Regions from separate parts of the Mus musculus genome. Here regions 1 and 3 are each linked to region 2. A link is a contact called in public HiChIP or PLAC-seq and promoter capture Hi-C data. All regions are on one chromosome and are shown on one strand. The core of a region is the stretch at or near the end of the contact, and the rest is flanking DNA. Distances in the headings are between cores, read along the strand shown.

What was found. Promoter capture Hi-C pulls out the DNA fragments that hold promoters and counts their contacts. HiChIP or PLAC-seq counts read pairs in DNA pulled down with a chosen protein or histone mark.
Region 1: a contact with region 2 is called in an HNF4G HiChIP or PLAC-seq map of pancreatic cancer cells. The contact joins the promoter of Oaz1 here to the promoter of Gzmm in region 2. A contact is called at or near these places in 3 of 39 promoter capture datasets (liver, neutrophils and pre-B cells) and 1 of 115 datasets of contacts at active chromatin or transcription factors (pancreatic cancer cells).
Region 3: a promoter capture Hi-C map of pre-B cells shows a contact between it and region 2, with 6 times the contacts expected there. The contact joins the promoter of Lsm7 here to the promoter of Gzmm in region 2. A contact is called at or near these places in 2 of 39 promoter capture datasets (cranial neural crest and pre-B cells) and 1 of 9 other capture datasets (liver).

Annotation. Positions count from the first base shown.
Region 1 is chr10:80,825,171-80,829,379 of GRCm38.p6, forward strand. It overlaps Oaz1 (ornithine decarboxylase antizyme 1), which reads left to right and starts at 1,486. Exons shown (of 5, transcript NM_008753.4): 1 at 1,486-1,735; 2 at 3,067-3,212; 3 at 3,291-3,463; 4 at 3,541-3,626; 5 at 3,701-4,120. The coding sequence starts at 1,590. The coding sequence ends at 3,834. It overlaps Mir1982 (microRNA 1982), which reads left to right and starts at 3,627; the gene lies at 3,627-3,700.
Region 2 is chr10:79,686,388-79,690,308 of GRCm38.p6, forward strand. It overlaps Gzmm (granzyme M (lymphocyte met-ase 1)), which reads left to right and starts at 2,633. Exons shown (of 5, transcript NM_008504.3): 1 at 2,633-3,078. The coding sequence starts at 3,024. It overlaps Cdc34 (cell division cycle 34), which reads left to right. Exons shown (of 5, transcript NM_177613.2): 5 at 1,462-2,011. The coding sequence ends at 1,672.
Region 3 is chr10:80,852,398-80,856,705 of GRCm38.p6, forward strand. Lsm7 (LSM7 homolog, U6 small nuclear RNA and mRNA degradation associated) reads right to left here and starts at 2,812. Exons shown (of 4, transcript NM_025349.2): 1 at 2,784-2,812; 2 at 2,221-2,311; 3 at 1,361-1,432; 4 at 428-703. The coding sequence starts at 2,789. The coding sequence ends at 561. Sppl2b (signal peptide peptidase like 2B) reads left to right here and starts at 2,878. Exons shown (of 15, transcript NM_175195.3): 1 at 2,878-2,991. The coding sequence starts at 2,944.

The DNA of each region.
Region 1 (4,209 bases), core at 236-2,735, 1.1 Mb after region 2:
CTGAATTCTGATCTTTGTATCACACTGTAGTTTGCTCACAAAAAAAGAGAATTAGAGGGGGCTGGAGAGATGGCTCAGAGATTAAGAGTACTGACTGCTCTTCCAAAGGTCCTGAGTTCAATTTCCAGCAACCACGTGGTGGCTCACAACCATCTATAATGGGATCTCACACCCTCTTCTGGTCTGTGTCTGAAGACCAGAAACAACAACAGTGTACTCATATAAATAAAATAAGTAAATCTTGAGAGAGAGAGAGAGAGAGAGAGAGAGAGAGAGAGAGAGAGAGAGAGAGAGAGAGAGAGAGAGAGAGAGAGAGAGAGAAAGAGCAGGGTGTGGTGCCACAGGCCTTTAATCCCAACACTCAGCTGGCAGAGTCAGGCAGATCTCTGAGTTTGAGGGTAGCTTAGTTTATAGAGTAAGTTCCAGGACATCCAGGGCTACACAGAAAAGCCCTGTCTCAAAAACAAAACATACAAAACAAAACAAAACAACAACAACAAAAAACCCATAAAGAGAAAAAGAATACGAAATTCTTTAAGAATAAATTGTAAGCAGGGCAGTGATGGCGCACGCCTTTGATCCCAGCACTTGGGAGGCAGAGGCAGGCAAACAGAGAAACCCTGTCTCAAAAAACAAAAATCAAAATACAACAACAAAAAAGCGGCGGCGGCGGGGGAGGGGGGGTTGGGATGAAGGAAACCTTCAAGCTGAGTCTATGAGAAAAGTTGTTTAAATTCCAATTTGACATAAAATACTTCTCTAGATTGGGATACTTAACTTTTGACAGATTTTCTTTTAAATAGCAAGTTGCTTTTAAAACAAAGAGTCCCAATCTATTACCCATTATTACAAGGTCATTAGAATAATTTTGCCGCGTGGGGGATGGGCACCAAGCAAACCGCCTAGGTCAGCCTCAGGTACCCTTGACAGTTATGTCCTGACAGTCTTCCCGGAGCGGGGCGTCCCATGAGTGGGACCATAATGGTTAAGATGGAAAGGATGACAGATGACAAAACTGAAGGGCCACAGGTACTAGAGGAGGCGCAGAGTCCTAGCCTTGAGGCCTGGGCTAGATGGGGGTTTACGTCCTGGAGGCGACTACAGAAGCCCCGCCTCCGCCTCACGTCATAAAGCCTCGAGGGCGGGCTTGTCAGAACTCCAACCAATCCTCAAAGGGGCCAATACGTCCGTTTTTCTACATTGACCGATCAGAGCCTTGTAGGGGCGGGACGCGTCTGGCTTTTCTGTCTTCCCTCCCACAGAGTGACGCAAACACGCGGGGCCGGGATTCTCCTATCGCCAACTAATCATCAACGGAAACCTTCTGTCTGTCTTTTTACTCTCGCCAATCAGAAGCCGGAGTAGGTGGGACGCATTTGGTTTTTCCTTGGGCTGCCACTGTGGCCCCACCCCGTTCCTCCGTCGCCTCACACTGCTGCGTTTACGCCTGCGTGTGGGGGCGTGGCCTGCCGTGACGACGCATATAAAAGTGGGCGTCGGCGCCGGCGCCATTTTGCGAACGGCGAGCAGCGGCGGCGGCGCGGGAAGTGCAGCGGAGGTTTTTGCTGGTTTCGGACCCCAGCGGCCGGATGGTGAAATCCTCCCTGCAGCGGATCCTCAACAGCCACTGCTTCGCCAGAGAGAAGGAAGGGGACAAACGCAGCGCCACGCTTCACGCCAGCCGCACCATGCCGCTTCTTAGTCAGCACAGCCGCGGCGGCTGCAGCAGCGAGAGGTGAGAGCCCTGCCCCCGCCGCCGCGAACCTTCCAGAAACAGCGTCCGCGTAGGCCCCAGAGGGCAGCGCAGGACGCGCAGGCCCGGAGCGGGGTCGGCCTCCGGCGCCAGATAAGTCTCGGCAGCGCGAGATCCGCCCCTTTGTGGCGGCCACAATCGCGCAGGGGGCGGGGCGGGGCGGGGCGGGGCCTGTGGAGCGGGTCGCGGACTCGGATTTGGGATTCGAGTGGAATTAGGGAGTCTCAGGTTGAGGAATAGGGTTTGGTTTGATTGGAGGACCGGGAACATTTCGCGAAAATGTAGGATTCGATTTTGGGTTCGAATCGGATTCGGGGGTTGTGAGTTGAGCCTAAGATTTGGGGAGGGATCTGAGAAGAGATTGGAGACTCGAATTTGGGGTCTGCCTCTCGGATATGTGAGCTAGTTCTAATGTCAGGTGGCGAAGTGTTTGTGGTTACCTGTAGGGCGTTTGGGTAATAAATCGTATGCTATGTAGAGGTGGGGCTCGTCCCGGTGTTTGGAGTTCTTTGCAGAATACTGGGATTTTGGGTGCTGTTGGGGAGGAATCCTATTATATTCTTGGGTACATGTTGAGGACTCATTTCTTGGTGGGAGAGTATGGGATCAGATTTGGGGTGTTGAGAAAGAAGCTTGTGTCGGTTTAGGAAGTCACAGGTGGGGAAGCTGGGATGAGGTTTAGGTTGGATTTAGTGATTGCGTGTTGAGGGCTCTAATACTTTGGAGGGATTTGGGTCAGAATTAGGACCTTGGAAGTGGTCAGGCTTGGGGGCTCACAGAGCTATGTTGGAGGACATGGAGGTGGTGTGGTGTGGTGAGTATGATGTGAGGTGACCTTAATCCCTGGTCCACTTGGCAGTTAAAAGTCTGCAGTGGGTGGGATGGAGGGTATCACTTGAAGGGTTCAGAATGGGGACTGGTTTGGGAAGGGCGTCGATATAGGTGGTAGGAACTTTGGATATAGGCTGTGCAGACACCTATAGAGTGGCAGTAGGGAAGAGAGGAGACTTGGGGTTGTCTGACTCTAGAGCATGAGTAGTTAGTGAGGTAGAACTTTGGGGTCACTGGTAGCTGCTGACCAGAGGGTAGGAAGGAGCGAGTGACCTGGTGTGAAGGGAGGATTGGCAGCATGGAGTGGGATGGGCCACAGTGCTGAGATGACACTGCCTGTGAGGCCTGTCTTGCTACAAAAGGGGCAGAGTCACACAGGTGAGGGGCAGTGACTCGGGTTGACTGTTGTCAATGGCTCTTGAGTGGGAAGCCCGGGCACTTAATTATTGCCGCTGCTGCCACCTGAGCATTGTTTCCTGCAGTTCTAGGGTTGCCCTTAATTGCTGTAGTAACCTGGGTCCGGGGCCTCGGTGGTGCTCCTGATGTCCCTCACCCACCCCTGAAGATCCCAGGTGGGCGAGGGAACAGTCAGCGGGATCACAGTCTTTCAGCTAGCATCCTGTACTCCGTGAGTACCTGTGGAGAGCCCGGGGGTGCCTGGCACTGGCAAAGTAAGCTGGCCAACCTGACAACCCTGCTCCCCTAGGACGAGCGGCTGAATGTGACAGAGGAGCCGACGTCTAACGACAAGACCAGGGTCCTGAGCATCCAGTCCACGCTCACGGAGGCCAAGCAGGTCACCTGGAGGGCGGTGTGGAGTGGTGGTGGCCTCTACATCGAGCTCCCAGCTGGACCTCTGCCTGAGGGCAGTAAGGACAGGTAGGCCACTTCCCCTTAGGGCTGTAGGGGATTTGGGGCCTGGGCACAGGTGGCTAATGACTCCATGCTTCATTCAGTTTTGCAGCTCTCCTAGAGTTCGCAGAGGAGCAACTCCAGGCTGACCACGTTTTCATCTGCTTCCCCAAGAACCGTGAGGACAGAGGTTGGTATTGCTTGGGAGGGTCCTGGGGAGGGGAGTTCTGGCACCCCAACCTCTCACCCTATGTTCTCCCACAGCCGCCCTACTCCGAACCTTCAGCTTTCTTGGCTTTGAGATTGTGAGACCCGGGCATCCCCTTGTCCCCAAGAGACCCGACGCTTGCTTCATGGTCTACACTCTGGAGAGAGAGGACCCGGGTGAGGAGGACTAGGTGCCAGCCCTGCCCAGTGTCCCTGTGCCCTCTCCTGGGTTAGTCCACATGTCGTGATTGTGCAGAATAAACGCTCACTCCATTAGCGGGGTGCTTCTTCGAGCTGAATGCTGTGTTTGTCACACTCAAGTGTTGGCTTTAATTCTAAATAAAGGTTTCTATTTTACTTTTTTATTGCTGTTTAAGATGGTCAGGTGACCTATGCTATAGCAGTCTCCTTTGAAGTCTGGAAAAATAGTGTCACCTCCCCTGGCTCAAATCCAATAAAGTGATCTCGTTCATTGGCTGTGTCTTGTGTCCTGCTGCTGGGTCTAGGTTGGGCCCCTGGTAGCTATGGCCCAGAGAGGGTTCAGTCACTCCTGAGTCTATGCTTAA
Region 2 (3,921 bases), core at 1,383-3,882:
TGACTACACAGTGACCCAAACACATGGGGCCTATAGTGTTGTCATGCTTGTCGGCCAGTTGCCTGGAGCCACAGACAGGGCAAGCACTTGCTCAGCAGGAGCCCTGTGGCCTTGTCCTGCAGAAGGCAAACCTGCCTTCTCAGAATTGGTATAGGCTGCAACTTGGTAGTCAGTGCTAGTCCAACATGTGCAAGATACTGGGGTTAGTCTCTGGCCTTAGAACAAGATGCATGTAGCCGCCATCGTCCTGCATGGAGGTATTAGTTATTCAGGAAGGTCTGAGCTCTGTACTATGGAGGTGTCACCTTCACAATGGGCAGGTGAGCAAGGATCCCTTGAAGGCTTTGTTCTCTGTTGAGACTGGCCTGTAATTTTCTGCCTCCTGCTCTTCACCGGCAGGGAAGAAGGCTGATTACCCTGTGTTGTGCTATAGCAGCTCTCCAGCTTCCTGGCAGCCCTTAGCCCAGCTCTCCTGGCTGCTTCCTCACTGTATCCCTGTCCCAGAGCAGGAGCCCCAGGCTATTTTTACCATTCTGACACCAGGAGACACTCAATGTGACCATGAGGCCTGTACTACTCCTGAGATTCAACCTGAGAGCCAGTGTCTAGTCAAGGACAGGAGAGCTGGGAGCCTGTGAGAAGGGCCTTGAGGGCAGGTTGGGCTGTTAGAATGAGCTGCTGTCACAGGCTTCCCTCTAACATTGTTTTGTACCCCATTCCCTCTGGGAAGCTAAGACCCGTGTCAGCTCTACTTGCCTTTTGCATTAGGACCTGTGCACTGCGACTGTCCTGAGGATGGCCTGACCTCTCAGGCACTTGAAGCTCTGTCCCAGGCCCTGATTTCTTTACTTAATTGCTGCCCCCTGTGCAAGGAAGCTCTTATGTGTTGCTTCACCCGTATCTTTGTCACTTCATCCATGGCCTGTGGGGCCTGGAACCTCATAAGGTTCTTCTGGGACTGCCCTTCATCAGAGTGCCCCTCAGGTCAGGCTGCAGTTTGGGGGAGTTTGATGTTGGTGTGGAATGTGGGTAGGTGTGTGCTCTTTAACCTGGAACTAGTGTCGTGGCCCCCACAGTACTGGGATTACAGCATGGATCCTGGTGTGCCCAGCTGTTTCTGTGGTGCTGGGAGCTGGCCTTGGGTCCTTGTGCTTACACAACAAACACTCTGACTGCATCACCTCCACTTTTTTTTTTTTTTTTAATGACTGTTGTCATAAGACAGATCCTATTACAGCTGAAGCCACCCTGAGACTCAGCAGGCCTCCTGCCTCAGCCTCCAAGTACTAAGTGACAAACCTGTTTCCCACAGCCAGCTGTGGTTACCTTCCTGCTGGGAACTGGCCACTCCTTGTCCCCACGCCCTTTATTCCCTCCCACCTGCTCCCTGCCCTCCATTCAGTGTCTATTCTTGGAATCCCATTGTCCTGGGCCTTGGCCTCACCTGCCCTGTCTCCCCAGGAAGCAGGTCCTGGGGACCAAGGTGGACGCGGAGCGCGATGGTGTGAAGGTGCCCACTACGCTGGCCGAGTACTGCGTGAAGACCAAGGCGCCGGCGCCCGACGAGGGCTCGGACCTCTTCTACGACGACTACTATGAGGACGGCGAAGTGGAGGAGGCCGACAGCTGCTTTGGGGATGAAGAGGATGACTCTGGCACCGAAGAGTCCTGACCCACGTCCCTGAAATAAACTTACAAATTTTACCTCAGCAGGACCCGTGTGGGCCTCAGGCGACAGACTACCTCACCGAGGTTCCATGTGGGCTCCCATCCCATGATCCTTAGGTCCTCTTACCCCGTATTCCCCATGGGTTTTCCTCGGCTTTGGAGAAGAGCTGTGGTGCAGGGCAAACACCCCACTCAGCTTTCAGATGATGACAAGCCTGGGAGGCTGGGGACCGACTGCCTGGTGGGGAGCCAGAGACTCCAGCCCAGCCCAAGGAAGGCCAGCACCACAGTCTCCTCTCTGCTTTTGGTGTGTGTGAAATAAAATAAAATAGCTTTCTGAGAAGCTGAGAGAATCACCTAGGACGCCGGTGGCACTCGGTACTGAGGGCCACCTGGGTAGCCCGGCCAAGGCCGTGGGATGGGCAGGAAGAGATAGTGACTGTTAAGGCTCAGGATTGTACAGGGGCCCCAGGCCCAGAAGCAACTTGCTGCCTGCAGATCCCACCTTCCTGCATCTGGCACTGTGGCTGTCTGTGTCCGCCTCCATCCTGCAGTCAGAAGGCCTGGGTCCTGAGGCGTGCAGAGGACTAGTATCCCAGCAGTCCTTGTGTCCTGGGCACTTCTTCAGCCCTGGGAACTCCAGTGCCTGCCTGAGGAGTCCCTGTGGCAGGCAGCCTGGTGACTCCCCACAGGAAGGACAGGCTGAGTGATGCTCTGACCACATCATGCTGTGCAGGGTGGCTACAGTGACCCAGTGCTGAAATAGCATTGGGTGCCATGTAAAGAAAGGAAAAGAAAGTGTCACTTTCATTGCGTGGGCCTGTTAACTCTCCAGAGTTCCAGTCTCCAGAACAAAGCTGTACTCTACTGAATAGCACTTCATGGAACCTGTGCTGCTTATAACTGATGAGAGAAGGACAAGTTGTTGGAAAGGCGTTAGTTCAGGCCTTCCTCTACCCGTATAATTTGCAGCCAGCCTTATGTACAAAGTTGCAGGGCCAGCAGTAAGGCTCAGTGGGTAGAGGCCTGCCACCAAGCCTAGCACAGGACCTACACGGCTCAAGGAGAGAACTGACCCTGTGAGTCATCCTCTGTGGGGGTTGAGGTCCATTGAGACAGACCCAGTGTTTACCTGGTGCTAATCACCAGAATGAGCATCACTGGGCTATAGTTGCTGCCCCCCAGGCAGGGGGCAGCTTTGACAGCAGAATTGCTTTCTAAAACCACACAGCAGGGTGTGAAGTAGGAGGAGTTGACACTTGTGCAAGGTGGGTGGTACTGGGAAGGCCACCTGTCCCCACAGGAAGAGAGAGTGGGGAACCCTTTCCCCCAGGGACCACTGATCCTGTGCCAGGATGGAGGTCTGCTGGTCCCTGCTGCTACTGCTGGCCCTGAAAACACTGTGGGCAGGTGAGCATTCGGGGGAAACTGAGGCCCAGAGCCGGGTATCCAGAGGGCTGTGGATGGGAGGCATTACGTACAGGGAAACTAGCAGATGATTCAGAACCCTGAGTAAAAACAGCGTAGAGCCGGGCGCGGTGGCGCGCGTCTTTAATCCCAGCACTTGGGAGGCAGAGGCAGGCGGATTTCTGAGTTCGAGGCCAGCCTGGTCTACAAAGTGAGTTCCAGGACCCCCAGAGCTATACAGAGAAACCCTGTCTCAAAAAAAAAAAGAAAGAAAACCACGTAGCCTGGTGACAGGCCTCTGAGCTCAGTATTTGAGGGGTCTGAGGCAGGAGGATTGCCATGAGTTCAGTTAGAGTGAGACCTATCAGAGGAAACAAAATGGGGTTAAGGATATAGCTTAAGTTGGGGCATATGCCTGGTGTACAGAAAACCTGGGCTCCATACTCCATTCCACCAGGCATGGTAGAGCACACCTGTCATCCTAGCACTGGAGGTGGAAGACCAGGAATTCAAACCCTTGCTCAAACCCTTGCTCTCCAGTGAGTTTGAGGCCATCTGTGCTACAGAGCCTCCTGAGCACTGACATTAGAGGTGTGTGGCTACCACACATGACTTTCTTTTTGTAAAGGTATTGCCATGTAGCCCTGGCTGGCCTGGAATTTATAAGTAAATACCCGCTTCTTGAGTTTGGTCAATGAGAGGCTGTGCTACCATCCTGAGGTACAGATGGCCTACAACTCACTGTAGAGCTGTGTCTCATGCCTGTAACCCCAGCTCTAGGGGACGAGCCAAGCCACAGGGTCCCTGAGGCTCTGGGAATGTGCTGAATCAGTGAAGCCTCAATTA
Region 3 (4,308 bases), core at 1,562-4,061, 1.2 Mb after region 2:
TTCCCAGCTGTTCCACAGGAGCACAGAGTCCCGCCCTGGCCCCGCCCCAGCCCCTGCCTGGGCTGCTTCTCTTGTGGCAGACGCTTTAGGGAGGCACCCCAGCCTGAGGAACCTCAGGGCCCAGGCTCCCTGCTAGCCAATCCTTTTCTCAGGCCCTCCTGGTTCCCCTGGGCAGAGAGAACAGGCAGGGGCCAGTGCTAAGGGGATGCCATATGGAGGAAGACCAGGTTCTGGTGTTTCTAGGTGTGGTCTTCTTGCCACAGCCCACCAGGTGAAGCCGGCTGGGCTGCGGGACCAGGCGTCCAGGTTTCTCCCATCCCTGTGCTAGTCCCTGGCTGTGCTGTGCTCTGCCCTGGACCACGGTGTCTGATCAAGGTGTCTCCATGGCTCTGGCTTCTCCAAAGATCAAAGTTACAGAGCAGGAAGGGAGGGAGATGCTCACATGGGCAATTTTATTAAAAAACAAAACAAAACAAAACAAGAACAAAAGACCAAAACATCACACAGAAGTTCACCCCATAGAAGGAAGATCCCTGGGGCTGGACCGCTCTCCTTTGCTGCTAAGTGTCCTGCTGCTGCACGAAGGGGTTGGGGATGGCCTCCATGCCGTCCTGTGGGCAGATGAGCACCACCGAGGTGCCACGACATACGACAAGCCCCAGCTGCCGAGTGTCCTCCGTCAGCTTGTACTGGTCATCAGGGTCTGGTAGGATGAGAGGCAAGAGGACTGAGGTGCATATCTATCCATAGGCATGCCACAGCCGGGACCTCAGGGGCCTGAGAGTTCTCACTCACAGCTTCTGGGGACTGACAGATCCAGATGCTCTCAAAACACCTGACCAGCAGAGTCTAAACCACAGAACCACGAAGGTGGCTGAGGGAGGAGCCAGACATCTCCAACTTCAAGAACGCTAGAGCCCATGCTGACCCCGTAAACACCAAGGGCATCTACTGAGCAGCAGATGCACTGGAGAGGGTGGGCAACAGGAGGAGCTGGTAAGCAGTCAGACATAACTGTCACGAGGGCTGGAGACAGGAAACCTGGTGTGGGGGGCAGGGGTCTGCTCAGGGCACTACAGGGTGGACCTGCTTATACAGAGCTGAGATCCAGTGAGCCTTGGAGTCTCTGATGCAGGTAGACATTCCTGGCCGAGGACAGCGGCCACCATTCCTGCTGTCCTGAGGGCTGAGGATAAAGCCAGCTACCTGAGGAGAGTGAGCTGGAAGTCTCAAGCCTGAGGCCCTCCCGGCAAGCACACCAGTCCTCTGGTGTTCCAACACTGCACCCTAAGTCACCACCTGCTGTAATCTGACCCCACAGGTCCCCAGCACCGTCCTACAACAACCTCGGCCGGCTCACCTCTCATGTACTCCATGGTCCCATCCAGCACCAGGTTGAGCAGTGGGTCAAAGCCCTTCAGGATACCGCTGGCTTGAGGAACACGGGCGAGACATGGAGAAGAATGTCAGTCCACCCCGTAACACATATAGAACCTGGTATGGCAGCTCAGGAACAGTTGCCACCACAGAACTCATGAGTAAGTAAGTGTGGTGGCCTAGTCACTGTGACTCCAACCCTCTTCTTTCCAGTATGGAAGGTGCTATATAGTGTCCATAAAACTTTATTGTCACCCATCCATGCAATCTGAAACAGTCTCCCCCCCCCCCCCCAGGGTCTCATGTGCCCAAGCTGGTCTCAGACTCACTAGGCAGCCTGATCCTCCTGTCTTACCCCTAGTGTTGGAATGCCAGGCTTATACAACCACGCCAGGTTTACACGGGGTTGGGAATAGAACTCAGGGCTTTATGCATGCTAAACCAGCAATCTACCCACAGACATACAGCCCCACCCATGGTTGATTCTTGGAGACAGATCTTGCTACATAACTTAAACTGGCCTGGAACTTTCAATCCTTTCATTGGGAAACCTTCCAGGTTCCTGCTGTGTCCAGGTGCTTAAGAACAGGGCTTCCTATCACCTCCTTCCACCTCCTCGTGGGTCCTGGCCCCTTCCTTCAGGATCCATCCATACTGGTCTGGGTGCTAATCTCACTTGACTCCTTTCCTGGGGCTCTGTTTCCCCACCCACAATAGGGGCATACCTTTCAATGGTACACAATAGCCCAAGCCATTATTGGAACGCCTGTACTAGGTGGCTTCCCTTGCTTGCTGTGACCTCAGCCAAGCTCTGTGTCAGGGAGCCCTGCGGTAGGCACTCACCTTCCCGGCCACCCTGGAACTTCACCCGAATGGTCTTATCGATGTACTTGGAGAGGTCCAAGATGCTTTCTTTCTTCTTTTTCTCTTTGTCCTGCTGGGAGGTGGGGCGCTGAGGAGAGAGGTCCAGCCTCCCCATATCCCTGTAGCCTGGGCATGGCACCCAGGGACTCCTTTCCAACTCAGGCTCCCAGAACCCTGGGTGCATCCTCACCTCCAGTGTCTGCCTAATTGAATGCTATGCCCGAGTCTGCATTTCTGTCTGCATGCCCACGTCCTCATCTGCATCCCTGGATACCCCATCTGCACTGTTTCCTGTACGCACCCCTGTCTGCCTGGTCTGCAACCCCCACGTTCCGCGTCTGCATCCTCATGTCGGTCGTCTGTTTTTCATGTCACCTGGTCTGTACCCATGGCTTCCGTCTGCAGTCCCACGTGGCTCCCATCCTTCAGCACCCTGTCTCCCTACTCTAGGGCGTCCGTCACTCTCCTTTCAGTCTTTCTGCTCTCGCTTCCACAGACCCTCGATCCCGCGGCCCTGCTTTCCACGATCTAGACATGCTCACCGCCATCTTGTCGCCTCACGTCGCTCTGCGCAGGCGCCGCCCCGCCCTTTTCTAACGCGGAGGCCTTTGCGCACGCGCAGCCTCGGCGCAAGCACGTTGCGGCGTCCCGAAGGCGTTGCCAGGAAACCTTCCGCCTAGAGCTGCGGGGGGACCGGCGGACATGGCCGCGGCGCGGCTGGCCGCAGCTTTGCTGCTACTCGCGGCCCAGGTGAGCGCCACGGCCGATCGGCCCGGCCCCCCAACTCCTGACCGTGCCCTTGACCTTGCGGTCCACTCGCTCATTGCCACCGCAGACTTCTGGCGGGGCTTAGCCCGCCCTGCGCCCCGGGGCCCCAACCGCCGCCGCCGCTGTTCCTGCCAGCCTCAGTTTCCCCTTTTGCAGAATGGGGCGAGTTCCCGCGCTCCATCCCCGGGGCGTCCAGCGCGGCCCCCGAGGTGCATGCAGCCCGGCACCCCGGCTTCTGTTCTGTGACCTTGGGCGGAAGGGGGTCCCCACCTCAGGGTCGGTGCAGAACGCTGGGGACGAGCTTCTGCTGGGACGCCTCAGGTGTGCGCGGGGTGCGCCCTGGCAGGAGGCTGGCTTCTGGTGTGCTTTGCTTTCTGAGAGAGGTGGCATGCTGGTCTCGAACTCGGCGTAGTCCAGGCTAGCCTTGAACTCACTATGTAACCCATGTTGGCTTCACACTCACTCTGCAGTCCAGGCTGCCCTCCAACTTGCTCCGCAGCTCAGGCTGGCCTCCAGCTCGCTCTGCAGTCCAGGCTGGGCTCTGACTTCCCATGTTGCCCTGGCTGTCCCTGTGCACCCGGTGAGGCTTGGCTAACCTGGAACTCAAAGCAAAACACCGGCCTAGTTATCTCACGCGCCGCATCGCAACTCCTGGCTTAGTAGAGTCCTTTCTTGTTTTGTCTTTGTGGCTCCAGCCTTCAGTCCCAGATCCTGGAGTGTTGCATCCTTGGGTCTTGGGCCGGTTTGAAGGGTGGCCAGTGCGTCCTGCTACTGTGTACGCTCTTGTCTTGTGAAACAAGAGCCCAGGTCATTTTTAAAAATACTTTTTCTTTTCCTTTTTGAGATTACAGACTTTTGTGACAGGGTCTCCCTGTATGGCCCAGGCTGGCGGTGGGCTTGCAGCTCTGCCTCAGCCTCCCCGGTGCTGCCACAACTGGCTGGCATGTGCCTCCTTGATTGGCTAAGCTTTAAGGCATTCCTCACACATGTGGTTCCTGGGCTCTCCACCATGTGGCCAACATCTCTCTTTGGCTGCTTTTATCCCCACATCCTGTTCTTGGCTGAGCATGAGCTTTTGAAAGTGTGTCAGGGCTTGCTGCATCTGGCCAGTGGGCCAGGGCTCTACATCATATTTAGCAGGCCACTGTCCTCTGGAAACTGCCCTCTTTGTGCAGGTGCCGTCCACCAAGGCTATTCTGGTTTCTCCTTGTCTTTTTTTTTTTCTTTTCTCTTTTGATGGAGGAACTCCCCTGGCTATGCCATCTCTCCTGGCTGGACCTGCCCTGGGGCCAGTCCATG